Linked DNA regions of Zea mays: region 1 is linked to region 2. Evidence: chromatin contacts called from public Hi-C data. All regions are on one chromosome and are shown on one strand. Each heading gives the region's core, a stretch centred on a gene start, on an enhancer-like site or on the middle of the called end of the contact. The rest is flanking DNA. Distances are from core to core; before and after follow the strand shown.

Region 1 (4,947 bases), core at 2,425-4,924, 360 kb before region 2:
CACCGTGCTTGCAAGGGCCAAGTTGTTGATTCTCCTGGCTGGAAAAAGAAAAGGAGTAGGTCCATCATGCTCATGCTCAAGACGGCCAGCAGGGAGTGGAGAAGGCGCTGCCGGGATATTTAATAAGGGATCCTGACGCGTTGGAAGCACAGCCATGGATGGTGGATCTGGACCCTTAGCTGGCTTGAAATGCCACTCCAAGTCCAAGCAGTGTCCAAACTCTGAACTGGCAGCAAAATAGAACTGACATAAATAGCAACATGAACATGTGCTGATGATGAAATCAGGTTCTTAAGGCATGCGGTAGGCAGAGACTCAAACCTGGAGAAGACGTGCAGGCCAGTCAGTCCTTTTTGACTGCAAAAGACCGGATTAAATTAACTGCAATCTTAACAAGATTTTTTTTGTGTGGGTGTGTGTGTGTGTGTGTGGGGGGGGGGGGGGGGGGGGGGGGGGTTAGGTAGTACCTAAGTTAAGCTCTTCATATGCATATATACATATAATACGTACGTGTTTCAAATTAACAAGGGGTGCAGTAGCTGTCACTGCATTTGTAGTCAAATGAGTAGCATAAAATAGTTCATGTATTGCGACGACATATAATCATATTTGATGAGTGACTCTACCAATTTATTTGGGTGAAAAGTTGTATCCTCGCTGTCATGGAGTATATGTTTTCGTCTATGTTCATTGATGATCGCAAAGTCATAATGCAACAAAATCCAAGACTCTGCAGGAAAAAGCTCAATTCTGCAATATAGAACGGGAGGGTGAGGAAGACGCCAGAAGCATTTTCTCTCCGGGCGACAGCAAGAGAATCGTCGCGAATGGGCCGATGAAAAATATAAATACTCGACCAGGCAACAAGGAAATCCACAAGACGAACCACAACAACAAAAAAACAAAAGAACCCGCAAGAACCTGACGAGACATGTGAATCACGCAGGACCAAACCTACCGAGGATCGTCAGATGGAGAATCGGGCATTAGTCCGGGCGGATTGCCATGGCGGAAATTGGTGGGCAATCAGGAAAAATGCCCTAAAGTTAATCAATCAAACCCATCACTGCTTTATGATCCTAGAAAATTCTTAATTATGTGCATCTCTCGTTTTGCAGGAGACGCCAACACATGAAATAAATCACGGAAAACTTCAAGCAGCCATAACCAATACACAGTCAGCCTAGCCAGTTACCCAACATAAGCGAACAGGCGGCAGGGAGCTTACAGAAGGAGGGCGACGGTAGGAAGCTCTTGGCTTGGGGTTCTGGCGGCTGGCGCGGCGTGACACGGACATCGCTGAACGACGCCACCAGCTCGGCCACCACCGATTTCCCTTTGTCCATCCTGCCCCGTGGGGTCAGATCGAGGGCGCGGTAGCGGTACGGGGCGGCCGCGGCAGCAAGGTGGGCGTGGGTGGAGATGGCGGTGGCGCGCGCGCCGCTTTGGAGGGCGGTAGTGGGGCAGGAGGCTTACCGACGATGGTCAGATGGAGAATCGAGCATTGGTCCGGGCGGATCGCCATGGCAGAAATTGGGTACCTCGACGGCTCGCCCGGTGGACGGCCACCACGGCAGCGGACCCAGCCCCGAGCCAGACGAGAGCGACCTGTACGCCCCCGAGCTAATTTCGTACGCCGCCGGGCGCCTGCTCGTGCGTACCGCCACCAAACCGGCAAATCTCTACACCTTTCTCTACTCTCTACTCTTTCTAAAGCACGAGCTTGGTACATCGTGCGTCGATCAATTTCTCTTTCCTCGATTCTCTTCTGAAGCATGAGCTTCGTGCACGATCAGTTTCTCTTCCTCGCTTCTCTTTTATTAACGAGCTGTTACATTCCGCATAGGCCGTTATAAACCAGCTAAAGGCCTGTTCGGTTTTCACGGATTGGAGCCTTGAAATAGTTCCTGGCCAAATTACTTCTCTAATTTATATAAATTTTAATGAGCTGGAATAAATTCGGGTTCATTCCTGAAGAAGCGAACAGGCCCTAATGGTTCCTTGCAGGGACTAACCGTGGAATGGTTCCTAGCTAAGGGCCTGTTCGGTTGTACCGGAATAGACCAGGATTCGTTACAGCTCGTCAAAATCTATATAAATTAGAGAAGTAATCCGGCTAGAATTCAATCCGAGGCTCGAATCCCTGAAAATCGAACAGGATCTAAATTATTTATCTAATTTATATAAGTTTTGGTCAACTAGAATAGTTCCTGGATGAATCCGGGACAAACAAAAGAGGCCTTAGTTGAGCCATTATCAGTAGAAGTTTTATCATAATTTTATTCTCGTTAAATGATAAGACACATCATCATATTTGATGATATGGCAAGGTATTTATGGTGAGAGAGATGGAGAGGGTTTTATGGGAGAAGAGAGGATTTTATCTAGATGAAACTCAGAATACACTGTTTTATAGATAAAAGTTGATGTGTCACTTTTAGAAACCGTACAATAAAACTTCCACTGAGAATGACCTTAGACGACTAAATCTTAGTCATTGTTTGGTTCTATAAACTAAAAATATTTAGAACGCATTAAATTAATCATAAGTAGATCAAAATACCTTTTAGCATTCTCCCGCTATTAGTGCAACTGAAAAAAACGAGAGAAAAAGGTGAAATTAATATGGTTTAGTCTCTTTTAAATTTTTAGTCACCCCTCGAGGACTAAAGTCTAAAATAGTTCAATCTATATTTTAGTCCTACTGTTTGTTAATTTAGAGACTAAATGATAATAAAATGAATGGACTAATGTTTAATCCCTCAAAACAAACTAGGCCTAAGTCCAAACACGATGACACGAAATCGCACGTAGAGCATGACTCCCGTATAGTATCACGCATTCACCCTGTTAAAATTTTTAAAAAAGAAAGACCTCCTTTTTAACTAGTATATTTCTTAATTTTTAGCTAAGATAAAATGTAGTATTTTCTTTTACCAGTTTTGTATCTCATACTTTTGTATCTGGTACATGGATTATATGCCTATTTTAATATTAACTTATTTTTTGGATATTTTTGTTGAAAGGGTCAAGGATCCATCATGATAATTTGGCACTGGGCTTTCATGTGTTTTCCGGCCGTTACACTGTTATATGATTATGTGTCATCGTACGGCACCCATACTACGTGATAAGCTTATCCAATTGTCATCATTATTTTCCCTCTGTATTTGCTAAGCGAGACGTGCGGGAAGGGATTAAGAACGTGCTTACGCCTCTTGTATATTATATTATTATTTTTCTAAATTAGGTCTGACAAATTTGTAAATATGACGTGCATTGCTTTTTTTTATGTAGAACTGGATCTGGTATGTATTCATCATACCATGATGTGCATTACTCTTCTAATGTAAAACGGATCTGCATTAAGTATACTGGGACATACAGAAACTAAAGACCGATTCAGTTCAGCTCTTCCTTCACCGCGTTGACCTCTCTACCAATGCAATAGACGACCAACAGAGCTGAGGGCTCCCACAGATTGAGCTCGGACCGGCCAGTAGGGTAAAGCTAGATCTGCCATCAGGGTGGAACAGGCAACGGGAAAAGCACTAACCTGGAAGACGAAAGCGAACTCCGCCTGCAGCTAGCCAGCGACAGCGTTCGTCAACGCGCAGTAGGAGAGTGGGTGGGTGAGAGAGTGAGCAGTGGCCAGTGGCGACTTGCGTAGGGGCAGGGCTTGTACTGGCATCTGCCTTTTTGTGCCTTTGTTTTACGTGGGCCTCGCTTGCATGCTGTATTACGGGCTGATGTTTTGTGCCTTTTTCGTTACCTGCAGATGTACAGCACACTGCACACGTGAGATGCGACGGGCGGGGCCTCTGAAATACCCAGCCCAACTCGAACCATCCCATCGGTCTCTCGAGGAAGCACCTTCATTCAGGACCCAGGAAGAATACCCGGCCCAACTCAAACCATTCTAGTCACTTTTAGTTCCTATTGCTAAACACTAACTAAGCTCCTCTTTGGAACAACTTCAGTTCCATAAAATTTAGTAGAATTAGTGAAGAAGGTCATTAGGTGATCATAAAATTATGGAGCTGGAGTTGTAAAACTTTAGAAGATATTTAGATAAGTTATTTTGTTTATTATTCATATTAAAATATTTTTAAAACTATTTAAATTAATATTATAAACTATATCTCCACACTGAAGATGGAACCTTGAGCCATCCCAAACATCCCCTAAGAGGGTGTTTGTTTGAGATTATAATCTATCCGGATTATATAATCCAACAACTTTTGAACTAAGTGTTAGTTCAAAATTTGCTAGATTATGTAATCTGATCAGCTTATAATCCTAAACAGACACCTACTAAGGAGGTGATTGGTTTCTAGGGATTTATTTTTAGGCCCCGTTTGTTTTCTTTCATTTCGAGGAATTGGAATCTTACTAATGGAATAGGCTATTTTTTAGAATATGACATTCCACCACTTTCCAAAGTTATCATATAAGTCTACCTCAAATTCATGGGGTGAGAGATGGAAATGGATTCTATAGATTTACATGTTATTTTTCCGATGTACAACTTATAGCACATTCTTCTACTTACGCCTTTATAACATAAATGTAGTATATAACTATCTCTCTCATATGATTTAGGATAATATACAATATATTACATATATAAATATATAAACTTAATTAGTTTTGTCCAAATTATAATTATTAAAATGGAATTCAATTCCAACGAAATAAACAGGCCCTTAGTCTATTAATTTTAGTCTCTTTTAGTTTCTAAATTACTAAACACATATATTAAAATAGAGATAATTCATATTTTAGTCCCTGTGTTTGGCAATTGAGAGACTAAAAGGGACTAAAATGGAGGGACTAAATACTAGTTCTAAGAAACCAAACACCGCCTAAAATAGAGATAATCCCTCTTTTGGTCCATGCGTCCGGCAAGGGACTAAAAGAGACTAAAAATTTGTTCCAAAACCAAAC
Region 2 (5,006 bases), core at 1,733-4,232:
TGGTTGGAAAAGGCTCCCCAAGGTTCAACATAGGTGGTTCCCCCAAAGTTGCATAGGTTCATTCCTACAACAAGTGCTACTAAAAAGAAGACTTCTCCTAAATGTAGTGGGGCAAAAAAGAGTGGAAGTTCTCCAAGAGGTATTGTGTTCAATGTTTCTTCATGCTTTCTTGTAAGTTTTGTATTACTGATGTGTGACCATTGTTTATGTAGTAGTGAAACAAAGAGCGGATTGGAATCCAGGCCTTAAGAGGTCTCTTGTTGACATTCTCCATGAATTTAAAGATAGTGGATATAGAGGTGACAATGATTGGAACTCCGAAGGGTGAAATAGAATGGTCAAGGAGTTTCATGTGAGGAACAAGTATGTCTCCTTTACAAAGTCTCAAATTCAGGATAAAGAAGGTCAGCTGAAGAGAGACTACAAGATGCTCAAAGCAGTAAAGCAATAGAGTGGGTCCGCCTGGAATGAGAAAAGGAATATGGTTGAAGGACCACCGGCTTTGTGGGAGAATCACATGGTGGTAAGTTGATTTCTTGAAATTCAATTACCAAATTAGTTATGTAGGATAACCTTATAATGATAATCTCGTATTTGATCAATGTTTTTTAATTGTGCAGACATTTCCTAAAATCAAGAAGTTTAACAACAACAAGGCAACCTTCCCGCTCTTTGATGCTTTGGGAGAGCTTTATGATGGTAAGTTTCCAAACATCATAAAGCTTACTGGATTTTCTACAAAACATCATAATCCTTATGGGTACAATGTCTGGAGATGAAAATTTGTTAGTAGTCGAGTGCTTTTGGTTAGAGAATTTTGGTTGGCAAAACAGTCTTTTTAGTTTTCATCACATAAGCACATTTACACTAGAGCCATCAATATTCATACGGTGCAGAGATGGACCCATGTTTCACTCACTGCATATGGCGATAGGTTTAGCTTGAGGATAAATTCAGCTAGTTGTCCAAGCTGTTTTAGGCAACTGACCCATGTTTCAGGCTGCATATATATAACAAAACTGATGTTCTAGGAATTGCTTATTTAGAGCTTAAGACATGTCAATGCTTCCCTAAGTCATTGTAATTAAGGAAAATTCTGGATTCTGTATGAGCTGCACAATTCTTATTACAATTCTAACCTCTAGGTCGGCTGTAAAATGGAAAGCTCACAGAAATCAAAAACAATTAAAATCTAACAACAGCTAAGCACTAATGTAACTGCATTCCTGTAATGGATTAGTAGAACTTCTGAATTTCAATATGATCCTTCTGAATGTCCCATTCAAAATGTCCCATTCTTTCCACTCGTGCTCTGGGTAGAGACATATTTTTGCTAAGTTTATATTTCTTTGTTATTGTGTAGGACACTTGGCTGAAGGGACTTGGAATTGCACTTCTCTTGAGGAACCGCAAGAGGAAGAACCGAATGAGCAACTTCAGGATGCAGAAGATGGACCATAAGGCTTTGATCTGAATGTTGTTCATGATGTAGATGATGAAGTTGATGATGCACTCACTGAAAGGAATGAAGATATGCTTCAAGGAAGGGCTAATACTCTGTCACGAGATGAAGAAAGTGGACAACGAAGACCTGCTGCGTCAAGAAACAAGCAAGAAAAGGAACCAAAGAAGCCTAGAAAGACTGATAACATAGAAAATATGATGAACAAATACCTAGAAATGAGGAGCAAGCAAGTAGAAAATGAAGCTGCAAGAGAAAAGGAAGCAAGAGAAAAGGAGACAAGAGAAAAGGAGGCAGCTCAAAGTGAAGATTTCTCCATCAAAAGGTGCATATCAGTTCTGAACACAATGGAAGAAGTGACCAAACTGGAGAATACAAAAGCATATTCAGTCTTCACCAAGAGCAAAGAGAATAGAGAGACTTTCATATGTGCATGTGAAGCGGATCAAGAATCAGCTTTGATTTGGCTAAGAAATGAGATGGCTTAGTAGGTATGATATTTGTGTCTTTACCTTCCACTCAACCATATTCACTTGGGCCTTTATCTTCCAATCTAATTGTTCCATTTGTTTGGACAGGTTTGGGTGATCAATCGATGATGCTTAGCACATCTGGAGGTTTCTTATTTTGAACTGACATGCTTAGTTCTAAAGTGATGTTTCTTCTTAGCACATATGTTCTATCTCTTAGCTGTTGAAGATGTTAGTCTATCAAGATTGTTCTTTGCGTTTGTTGGCAAGACTATAATTTGTTTGTTGCTTTGTTGTTTAAAACTATTTGGTTGGTGATGCTTAGCTGTTGCATCTGTTGAACATGTTGCTTTGCTGGTGCATTTAAAACCATTTGGCTTGTATACTTGATCAAGTATGTTGCTTTGTTTTACTGTTGTTGCAAAGTATGTTGCTTTGTTGGAACAGCAGCCTTTCAACCGTTATCTGTTGCTGCTGGAAAGCATGTCTGTTGCTGCCGAACAGGGCAAAATTGCTGGAGCTAGAAGCGTTTGAGTTGGATTACTTCTTAGGCTGGAAAGAGTGAAAGACCCGGCTACACTAAATCCTGGCCTAGAACAGTTACGGCCCTGGAATTGATCTCATGCTGCCGAACGGGCCCTAAGCATATTCGATTTTTTAAATGAATAACGCGGGTCATCTACAACTAAGGGCTTGTTCGTTTTGGTGATAATCCACATGGATTGGGTGGGATTGAGCCGGTTTAAATCTATAACAAGTCAAAATTCACTCTAATCCCACCCAATACACTCCAATACACATGTAATATCAATAACCGAACAAGGCCTAAAGAGAGACATGTTACGTTTTCTACACGACAATAGGTTTTTTGTACACTACAACTACAAGGTAACACAAAGCGATATAGCCATTCCACATTCCCCACCTGGGGCGCCAAACGGGAGACGGCGGGCAAGGGGAAAAAATCCCCCTCCTAATCACGAGCCGTCCGTGCTCGATCCGACGGCCACAAACAGAGCGGACCCATCGATATCAGACTAGGGGAGGCAGAGGAGCAACCGGCTGCCTGCCTGTCAGTCCTGTCTGGTGTGTGCACCGCGCGTCCGCGCGTCCGCCTGGCTGCCTTCGTCTCGCCCAGAACGCGTAGGCGCAGCAACAAACTAGGAAGCAACACCCAGCTGCCTCGGCGCAACCCGTCCTCTTCTACTCCAGAGGCACCTCGGCATCCGCCGACCGGTTTCCGAGAGGTTTGCTGGAGTGCACCAGCGGTGGGGCAGCAAATCTGTAACTGTACGCACCACTTCTTTCCCGTCCCCATTCTTCTGGGATTTGGGAGCTCTCTTCTCCGGTTTGGATTTCGGAGTCCGTCTCGTCTTGGGGTTGGACTGAGTGCGCTCGTCCTGTGAATCTGGATCCTGGGCACCAGTCGCGTTGGTGTAGCTGGAGCCTGGAGCCGGAAAGGTGTGGCCCTGATTTATCTCTTTGTCGATCTCGTTTTGGCGGATGGGTCGTGCTTGAAGCTGAGCGGTAGATTTCTCCCTCTACCGCCTCGTCGACTCTCTCTTTGGGTTCTCACGGGTGCTTGAGACCAGATATTTAGGTCGATGAACACAAGGGCGACGTTTGGCCTACTCTCATGCGCGCAATCTTGGTGCCTCTTGCCAGTTTTTGGGACTCCGGGGTTAGATTTTTTTGTTCTTGTGTCCCTGATTTCTTTGTAGCGGCCTAGCGGGTGAGTTCTTGAAGAGAAAGATTAGATTTTTTTTGGCTCCGAGACGTAGTAATTTTCTGTTTGCTAATTCTACTGCATGCTCCGTTCCGCCTTCTAGATCGACCGAGGAGTAGGATTCTGCCCTCTGTAAGCGTCCTTGTGCAAAGTTTACGCTTTCACTTAATATGAAGTTCTATTTTTATTTTGATCTCATCCTTGTTCGGGGTAAAGACCGTAAGATAAGAGGGCACTACATGTTTGGATGGGGAGGAAGAGCCTCTCTCTCCTCCTCTCCTTCTTTTTCTGGCCTTCTGGGCGATATAGTTTTCTAATGATTTTTGGGGCAAGGTTTTGATCTGATTTGAGTGCCCAAGTTCACTAAATCCACTGGAACTTCGATCCAAAGTTGCTCTGTTGACTTCATTCACTACCTGGTGCCTAACTACCCGTGTTCACTTCCAGGACACACGATGAATCAGGAGGCGAAGGACTCGAGGCCCTCAAGGTCTCCCAGCGAGCCAAACCTCTTCCTGCAATGGGGCAGCCGGAAGAGGCTGCGATGCGTCAAGACGCGTGACGATGGCTCGCCATCGCCGTCGCCGTCTGAAGGTCTTAGACGCGCCATACCCCGTGCTACTAGGCCCCTCCTTGGAGCTGACATTGCGGCATTCCGGCGCCCTAGCACCTTTAACCGCAGGTGTAGTTTCACCGCTTTGTTTTCACTGCCCACTACAACTACAATATACATGAGCAAGTGCCCTGAGCCCCAGAGGCCCCTGATACATTATGCAAAATGCCTTTCTGTCAGCAGGAAATCAGATTCACTAGTGAACGAGTACAGGCACTCGATGGCGCTATCGCTGGAGAAGGACAAGTATTACACAACGAGGGGTTCACCGTTCGATGGAAACGGGTTCGACTTTGGTAGCATAGCTGAGGAGAAGGGAACCACCGCGTTGCCTAGATTCTTCGTAGCATTGTCGAACAAGGAGAAGGAGGAGGACTTCATGGCAATGAAGGGCTGCAAGCTGCCACAGAGGCCAAAGAAGCGGCCCAAGCTGATGCAGAAGTGCTTGCTTGTAATGCTCACTCCACTGATTCAGTCTGTAAGTTTTCACTTCCATTGCTATGACCATGCTCATCCTTTTGACCCTGCCTTCTGCTTTATTTCTGGACGAACTATAGATGGTGAGCCCAGGAGCTTGGTTATCAGATTTGTCGCATGAGAGATATGAAGTTAGAGAGAAGAAGAGTTCTAAAAAGGTAGCCTGCATTTAGATATATTTGTTTTAATTCAAGAAGTGCATTTTTACCTGTACCTGTATATTCAGCTTCAAATCGGCATTCTCTTACTGCCTGTTGG

The links. A called contact is a pair of places that touch in the nucleus more often than the background predicts.
Region 1: a contact with region 2 is called in a Hi-C map of endosperm, with 3 times the contacts expected there. The contact joins the promoter of LOC103645703 here to the promoter of LOC100193385 in region 2. A contact is called at or near these places in 3 of 25 Hi-C or Micro-C datasets (bundle sheath, endosperm and tassel).

Annotation. Positions count from the first base shown.
Region 1 is chr1:297,688,864-297,693,810 of Zm-B73-REFERENCE-NAM-5.0, reverse strand. LOC103645703 reads right to left here and starts at 3,674. Exons shown (of 11, transcript XM_020547016.1): 1 at 3,557-3,674; 2 at 322-357; 3 at 138-226; 4 at 1-38. The coding sequence starts at 156.
Region 2 is chr1:297,329,191-297,334,196 of Zm-B73-REFERENCE-NAM-5.0, reverse strand. It overlaps LOC100193385, which reads left to right and starts at 2,982. Exons shown (of 5, transcript NM_001349833.1): 1 at 2,982-3,222; 2 at 4,106-4,340; 3 at 4,452-4,722; 4 at 4,829-4,906. The coding sequence starts at 4,114. LOC103644212 (a long non-coding RNA gene) reads left to right here. Exons shown (of 3, transcript XR_561533.2): 2 at 1,878-1,953; 3 at 2,041-2,158.